2 separate regions of the Ovis aries genome follow, and region 1 is linked to region 2. The links are chromatin contacts, called in public Hi-C maps. All regions are on one chromosome and are shown on one strand. The core of a region is the stretch at or near the end of the contact, and the rest is flanking DNA. Distances in the headings are between cores, read along the strand shown.

Region 1 (3,552 bases), core at 727-3,226, 240 kb after region 2:
AGTAAGAGGAACACTTACTTTGTAAGGCTGTGGCCACAATCTATAACCATGTAACAGAAAACAAAAAATTAACTTACCTAAAGGCTGAAACTTACAACCTTCACACTAGGACCACCATGTTTAAAAATAAGCTGACGCCTTATAAAATAAGCCATAATCACTGTCCCTTAAAACCCCTTTGAACATGTGGACATAAGCCATCACTCTACTTCAAGCCTTTTTGAAAAGTCAGTACTTTCTGTTAAAGTTTAATCATACTACTTACATATTTAAGTTTTTGGATATTAGAAAGTTGTGATAATTTTTAAAATGCATTTTGCACTTAAATCAGTCTCCTAGAAGCTGATGAAAATCTTCCTAGGCAAATTATTGCCTACCTTTAAATCTGCAAGCTACTTTGAATAGTATTCTCAAAAATATTTCTAGACAAAAAAAACCTTAAAAATATTCGAATTTTTATACTTAGAGGAAAAAAAAAAACAGTAAAATTAAAAAATATCACATAGATACCCTTTTAATTTCCCATAATGATTATGGCCTTAACAGAGATTACTAGTCAAAGATACAGCCAAGACAGAACAATACCTTTCAGAGGGGGTAAAAGAAAAGACATAAAATATCTTTAAAAAAAAAACAACACCTGGTAGGTGAAACTTAAGGCCAGGCCTAGCAGAGCAGTAATACCACAGGAGAGAGCACCTCCTACCACAAACGTCTGAAGTGAGAATATTCTGTCCAGAGAAACTTACCTTCAGTCGTTTGATCATTTCGTCCGTGGTGATCTTGTCGGTGATCTCCTTTACCCCCGGAGGGTAAGCGATCTTCCCGTCGGCACTCACGACGCCACAGAGGGCAGTGGCAGGCTTGGGCTGCGCGGTGAAGTCCATCCTGGGGGACAACTTTTCTTTCACAGTCCTCTACCGGCCTCTATCGGTCAGAAAACAAAAGTTCAGCGGGAAAGGGGCGACTTTGTAACCTCTTTTTTCATTTCAAAAATCCTAATCTGCAAAGGGTCCTTTCTCCAGGGAGGCCCGGGGCTCGGCGGCGGCCCCCCTACCCACTCGTTCCCGGGGCTTGGATCCTGGTGGCCGCCTCGCCGCCCCCACCCACGCGGGCCCCGCCAACCTCGGGCCCTCGGGGCTCCCCGGCACCGGCGGCCGCGGGAAGCGCCGAGCAGAGCCAGGAGTTTCCCATTCCTCCTTTCACAATGAAATCCCACCCCCAAGCACCGAGGTCCGAAGTTTGGAGGCTTTGAGAGCCCAGCGAGCCCCCTAAGGCCCCGGTTCGGTCAGAGAGAAGCCTCGAATCCCCACCCGGCCGGTCCCCTCCGGGAAAGGAGACGCGAGGCCTATAGGGCTCGGCTTAGGCCGCAAAACTAGGGACCCAACGGGACCTACACGCAGCGGCGGCTCCTGGGAACCTACGCCCTTGCCGGGCAAAGCTTCGGGACCCCAGGTGGCCCCGCCACGCTCCCGCCCCTCCCGTGTCCCGGTCCCTCACCCCGCGGGAGGGGAAAACAAGCTGCCCTCCACCCCGAACCCCAAGCCAGGAAGCGGCTGACGCGGCTCCGCACTTCACATTTTGTTCCTTCAACTTCGGCTCAGGGACCGCGAAGGCTTCTCTCGCCCCCGGCCACTCGGCGCAGTCCGGTGCCGCCGAGGCCTTATCGGCACCTCCAGGCAGCCCCGCCGGGCCTCAGTCCTGCGCCCCCCCTCTCCGGTCTCCCCTTCCGTCCCCTCCCTCCCCAGCCGAGGGCGGGAGCCGAGCCGCCGCCGCCTTTACCTCCTCCTCATGCGGGCGGAAGGTGCATCGAGCGCCCGGGCCTCTGTCAGGTGGTTGCGGAGCCGCCGCCCCTCTCCGGGCTGCACACAAAGCGGCTCCGCGGGTCCCGCCGCCGCCGCCGCCCGCCCCGGAGCGGCGCTGGGGCTGGCGGTGCCGAGGAGGAGCAGTCGCCGCGGGGGGAGACGCGGGGCGAGTGAGAGCTGGGCGGGGAGACACTGCCGCTCTCCGTCTGGCAGAGGAAAAGCAGCCTCGGAGAAGCCTCCTCCGGGAGCGTGTGCGCGTGTGTCCGCCCCGGACCCCGGCTGCCCGCCCGCCAGCACCTCGCGCCGGCCGGGTCCGCCGACCCGGACCCGGACGCCCCTAGCAGCGGCGCGCGCGCGGCCGTCCGTACTCCCGGCAGCCGGCGCCTCTCGCACACACCGACGGGTCACGCGAGCGGTGCGAGAGCACGCGAGAGCAGGGAGCGCGCCTCGCTCCCGCCCCTTCCTCCGCCGGCCTTGCCTCCGCCTCCCTCGGGCCTCAAGCGGCGGCGCGCGGGGCAAACAGCGCCGCCACCCGGTTGGCGCCAACACCTGCCGCACCGAGCGCCTTCGAGAGGACCGGACCCAAAAGGCGAGCAGAGGAGGAGCCTGGCTGGCGGGAAGCGACCCGGCGCCCACGGCCTTTTGGGGCCAAGTTGGATGAACGGAGTTTATTACCGTTTGCCGCGGAGTTGAGTTCTTGACTTTTGGGATTCATCCTAAACGACGTGGATGGAAATGGTTGAAAAATGGTTAATTACTCGGTGATAATGAACCTCCCTAGGGACAGAAGATCTGCAACCTGAGGAAAAGTTTTGCAACATGGCACAACGTGTGCTTCTCATTCTTGTTTCTTTTGACAGCCACCAGAGTTTGCCCTCTCCTCTTTAGATCTCTAAAATTAATATTTTGAAAACTGCAAAATATGTAAATTGCACTGAGTCGAGTAGTTCTCAAAGAATAGAAGAAATTTCCTGGACTGCACTCCCAATCAGGATTTCTGAGACTGGAATTCAGAAATAAGCATGTTTACAAATTGGAAAGCTAAGTCTTATGAATATGGAGTAACTCATTAAAAATTTTTTTAATATACCAAAGGATAGCTTTTTCTTTCAGCCAAAGGAAAACTCAGTGTAGTGGTGTTTGAGCAGTTTAAAATAAAAAACTGAAGCAAATGAACCTCTGGAGCACATATATAATTTCCAAAGATGAAGTTAGAAAGAGAAAATAATTTGAAATAGTCTTCAGTTCTTGAAACTGATCGCTACTGTACTTTAAAATGATATCTGATTATTTAAATTATTCTTGATGGATGTTAATTGGTCTTTTCCACATCCTTTATTTGATCTTAAAAATATTATAGGTGCTGCCCTCACTGAATTGTTTTTCAAGTAATATAAAAGGAAGCAATTATCTCAGAATCTAATACACCGCAGTTGCTGATTTGCTAGTTCAGTTCAGTTCTGTTCAGTCGCTCAGTCGTGTCCCACTCTGCGACCCCGTGAATTGCAGCACGCCAGGCCTCCCTGTCCATCACCAGCTCCCGGAGTTTACCCAAACTCATGTCCATCCAGTCGGAGATGCCATCCAGCCATCTCATCCTCTGTCGTCTCCCCTCCTCCTGCCCCCAAGTCCCTCCCAGCATCAGGGTCTTTCCCAGTGAGTCAACTCTTTGCATGAGGTGACCAAAGTATTGGAGTTTCAGTTTCAGCATTAGTCCTTCCAATGAACACCCAGGACTGATCTCCTT
Region 2 (3,733 bases), core at 1,183-3,682:
TCTGATGTATTTTTCCAGTGATACTTTATGGATTCACAAGCATATACACACACATATTCCTTTCTTCCCTCACATAAACGGTGGTATATTATACACAATCTGGACAGAATCGTAATTTTTTAAAAACAGCAATTATTTATTTATTTGGCTGCACTGGGTCTTAGTTGCAGCATGCAAGATGTTCAGTTGTGGCATATGAACTCTTAGTTGAGGCATGTGTGATCTAGTTCCCCAACCAGGGATCGAACCTGGGCCCCCTGTATTGGGAGCACGCTGCCTTAGCCACTGGACCACCAGGAAAGTCCTAATAATGATTTTTAAAGTAAACTTTTTCTTTTGGAATAATTTTGGATTTACAGAAATGTTTCACAGAATCTTGTATACCCTATACTAACTTCTATTAATGTTAGCATCTTACATAATCATAGTACCATGTCAAAATTAAGAAATTAACAGTCACACTATTAACTAAATTACAAAATTTTTTCAGATCTCACTAGTTATGTCCTTTTGGTTCCAGGGTCCAATCCAGGATACCACATCACTTTCAGCATAGTGTTCTTTTTCTCCCTAAAACGTATTTTGAGGATTGCCTCGTCAGTTAATTGGCAGTCGCCTCATATTCTGTTAATAGGAAGGACTGTAAAAATGGAGTGAAAGTGGAATTTCAGGGCCAGTGATTATGTGCATTTAAAAATGACCAAACTTCTCTTCCCCAAAGAAATTAGCATACCCTTCTAATTAGTTCCCCTGTGATTTGAGTGTTTTAAATTTCTTTGAAGCGCCAAGATTAATATTGGGGACTGAATTAAAGTGATAAAGGTAAAGTATTCAAAAAGTTTTTTCACACATTGAAGTAATTATTTTTAATGTACTGGCACAAATACACATAGCATTGCAACACTTATACATTATACCATTTTATTGTGCCATGGCCCACATGTATAGTTGGTTCGCCTTAGGACCACTAGGGGGCTCTGCTGGAAGGGTTTTTATAGTTCTTCCGTTTAGGGGAATGTTTCCAGATGCTTTAGAATTCTAAACTCTTAAAACTTGGAGGAGATCATCTCATCCAGCTTCCTTATCTTGCAGAAGAGGAAACCAAGGTTGAAGAGAGAGAGCTGGTATGGAAGGGGGCTGGAATTTAAAATCCCCTCTTGGTTCCTGCGGCAGTTCAAGAAATTCTTTTCTTGCCATGTGCCTCCACTGAATGACTCATACCCAGGGGCTTATTTTTTTTTACTGCCACAATTTTGGTAATTTTTGCTAAGACGGTGTATTCGTGATATTTTCCTAACAGGATGCTTTACTGATTAGTTAGGTGAAAGAAATGCATGAAATATAAACTTCTAAATAAATATTTATTACAAAATGTTTTCTACTCAAAGCATCCCTTAGTATCAAAACCATATTACTGGAAGCCCTAAACCACTTTTCAATTGCCTTTCAAATTTACTTCTCACTTAAAACATTTACTCTTTACTCATTTATTCATTCAATATTCATTGAGTGCCTACTAGCACTAGCCACTGTTACTCTAGGCTTACAGAAGTAAAGCTGCCCTTCCCCCCCAAGAGGGATAGGTTTCTCCAGTTTTCCCTATATATTCAGTTACTGAACATATCTTAGTTCAGTGGTTTTCATACTGTGGTCTCTGAACCAGCAGCACCTGGGAACTTGCTAAAAATGCAAATTAGGCCCACCTTACACTCTTTTGTTTTTTCTTAAGCTCTCCAGGGATCCTGATGTACATTCAAGTTTTAAAGCTATGGTTTTAGTTCCACGGCTTGTTATTATCTAAGTAGGCCAAAGATCAACATCTGGCTTCTAAACTCATCTCAGGCATCTCCACTGAGACCCGGTCTCAATTACAACTGAGATACAACAATGACCATACTTAATTTAATGATTTGTTGTACCTGGAAAGATCCTGGGATGACTGCAGTAATAGAACTGTAACGGCTGCAGGACAAAAACGAACCGCAGTGGCTTTTCAGAACCAACAGAAAATGGGCCAGACCGAGTTCCCGGACAGTGTTTTCCGACACTAGACACAGCCGGATACATTAAGCCCGTGGTCTGGCTGAGTCAGGGCGGCGCTCCAAGCTTAGAGGGGCCGCGTGAACCCGTCAGGTTGGACTCGAACCTTCGGCTAGAGGCGAAGGTCTGGAAGCCTCCACCGTACCACCTACGTTCATACAGGGGCGGAGGCGCCGGAGACGACCCGTGAGGCCCGGGAAGCCCTGGCCCGCGCGGAAGCCGCACCCTCCTGGCTCCAGACGCCGACAGGGCGGAGCCACGCGGCCGCAGCTCAGGCAGAGACGCGCCGCACAGCGCGGCGCAGGTTCGCGGCTAAGGCGTATGGGGCTACAACGGGAGCGGCTGCGCCGCCGGGCCGGGTCAGCGTCGTGCGCATGCGCGGACCCGGCGCCATTTTGGTGGCCGGGCGCGGAGGTGATTCCACACTGAAGATAGTGCGGCGGCCGGGGTGGCAGTGGCAGCGTTCGTGTGCTCGGGTGTGAATCGCCGGGGGAGGAGGCGGTGGAGGAAGAGGTGGCGGCGGTGGCGGTGGTCGTAGCGGTGGCGGAGGAGGCGGGTACGAATCAGCTGCGGGCGGAGACATGGCCAACATCGCGGTGCAGCGAATCAAGCGGGAGTTCAAGGAGGTGCTGAAGAGCGAGGAGGTCAGAAATGAACTCCCGGACGTCCCCCACATCAGCCCAGGGCGGGAGGGCCCTTCCGGTGGCAATCCCAATATCCCTGGTAACCCCCGGTTGGCCTTCTTTGCGGCCGCCCTTCTGCCTGTGGGGAAGCAGCAGTCTCCCCCCTCCTTCCGCCGCCTTCCCCTCCCCTCCCCGGGCCCTGGGATGGACGGTCTCGCGGGCGGGGGGTCTGGGGAGGAATAAGGTTTAAGGGGCAGATGGAGAAAGGGCGCTTATCGTCGGGTGTGAGCTCTAGAGAGCGCCCCACGGCAGTGGCAACAGCTGGAAGTGTGGCTGTAGGGTGGGGAGGTAGCAGGCCGAGCCTGAGAAAACCCGGGAAGTGGGTTGGGGGAAGGGGAAAGGTGGTAACTGGATCCGGAGAGCCGCGTCGCTCAAAGGCCCACACTTTTCAGGGTATTCTGGGTTATGGCCGGTCTGGCTGCCACCCTCCTTTCCTTACCGAAGGAGTGATTGATGAGAGAAGGATGTTCGGAGTTAACTCCCTCTCGGTTGGGTGTTGGGAGAAAAGAGAAGACATAATGGGGTACTAGCTTATTTGAGTGGGCGATAAGGGAATTTTCACCAGAGATAGAAAATTAATTCCGTATTAGACTATTATCTCATTTCCACTTACTCCGACATTCTAGGCGTCTTTTTCGATTGACATCTGAAGCTTTTTGACTAGGTAAAGGCACGTTCGGTATATTAAATACGTTTAAATATTTTTAGCTAAGATAAGGAAAAAATAGTGGAGTGTATGAGTAGCTTATTTCAAAATACTGTTTACAAGTTATAGATGAGAGAGTCTGTCCTAAGACAATGCCTCTGTGACACTGTTGTGTTGTGCCATTTGTGCCATGAAACTTCATTATGATGTCCCCATAGTTAGTTCTTACTTTTGAAAAAGTGTCCTACTTAAAAACATGAGATTTCGGATTAATACATTGTTATGTTTCTTTATTAAGTAGGTTTATTCCAACATATATCTGAAATGATGAAAAATTTTTGTCTCAAGCTACTACTCTTCAGTC

What was found. A called contact is a pair of places that touch in the nucleus more often than the background predicts.
Region 1: a contact with region 2 is called in a Hi-C map of muscle, with 9 times the contacts expected there. The contact joins the promoter of PDS5A here to the promoter of UBE2K in region 2. A contact is called at or near these places in 14 of 16 Hi-C or Micro-C datasets (blood, hypothalamus, liver and 7 more).

What each region holds. Positions count from the first base shown.
Region 1 is chr6:59,740,740-59,744,291 of ARS-UI_Ramb_v3.0, forward strand. It overlaps PDS5A (PDS5 cohesin associated factor A), which reads right to left and starts at 1,977. Exons shown (of 33, transcript XM_015096447.3): 1 at 1,783-1,977; 2 at 750-927. The coding sequence starts at 887. It overlaps LOC101110238 (ATP-dependent RNA helicase DHX29-like), which reads left to right and starts at 1,208. Exons shown (of 6, transcript XM_042251084.2): 1 at 1,208-1,240; 2 at 1,367-1,975; 3 at 2,019-2,394. The coding sequence starts at 1,208.
Region 2 is chr6:59,504,261-59,507,993 of ARS-UI_Ramb_v3.0, forward strand. UBE2K (ubiquitin conjugating enzyme E2 K) reads left to right here and starts at 2,433. Exons shown (of 7, transcript XM_060416984.1): 1 at 2,433-2,596. It overlaps LOC132659944 (a long non-coding RNA gene), which reads right to left and starts at 2,287. Exons shown (of 3, transcript XR_009601029.1): 1 at 1,920-2,287.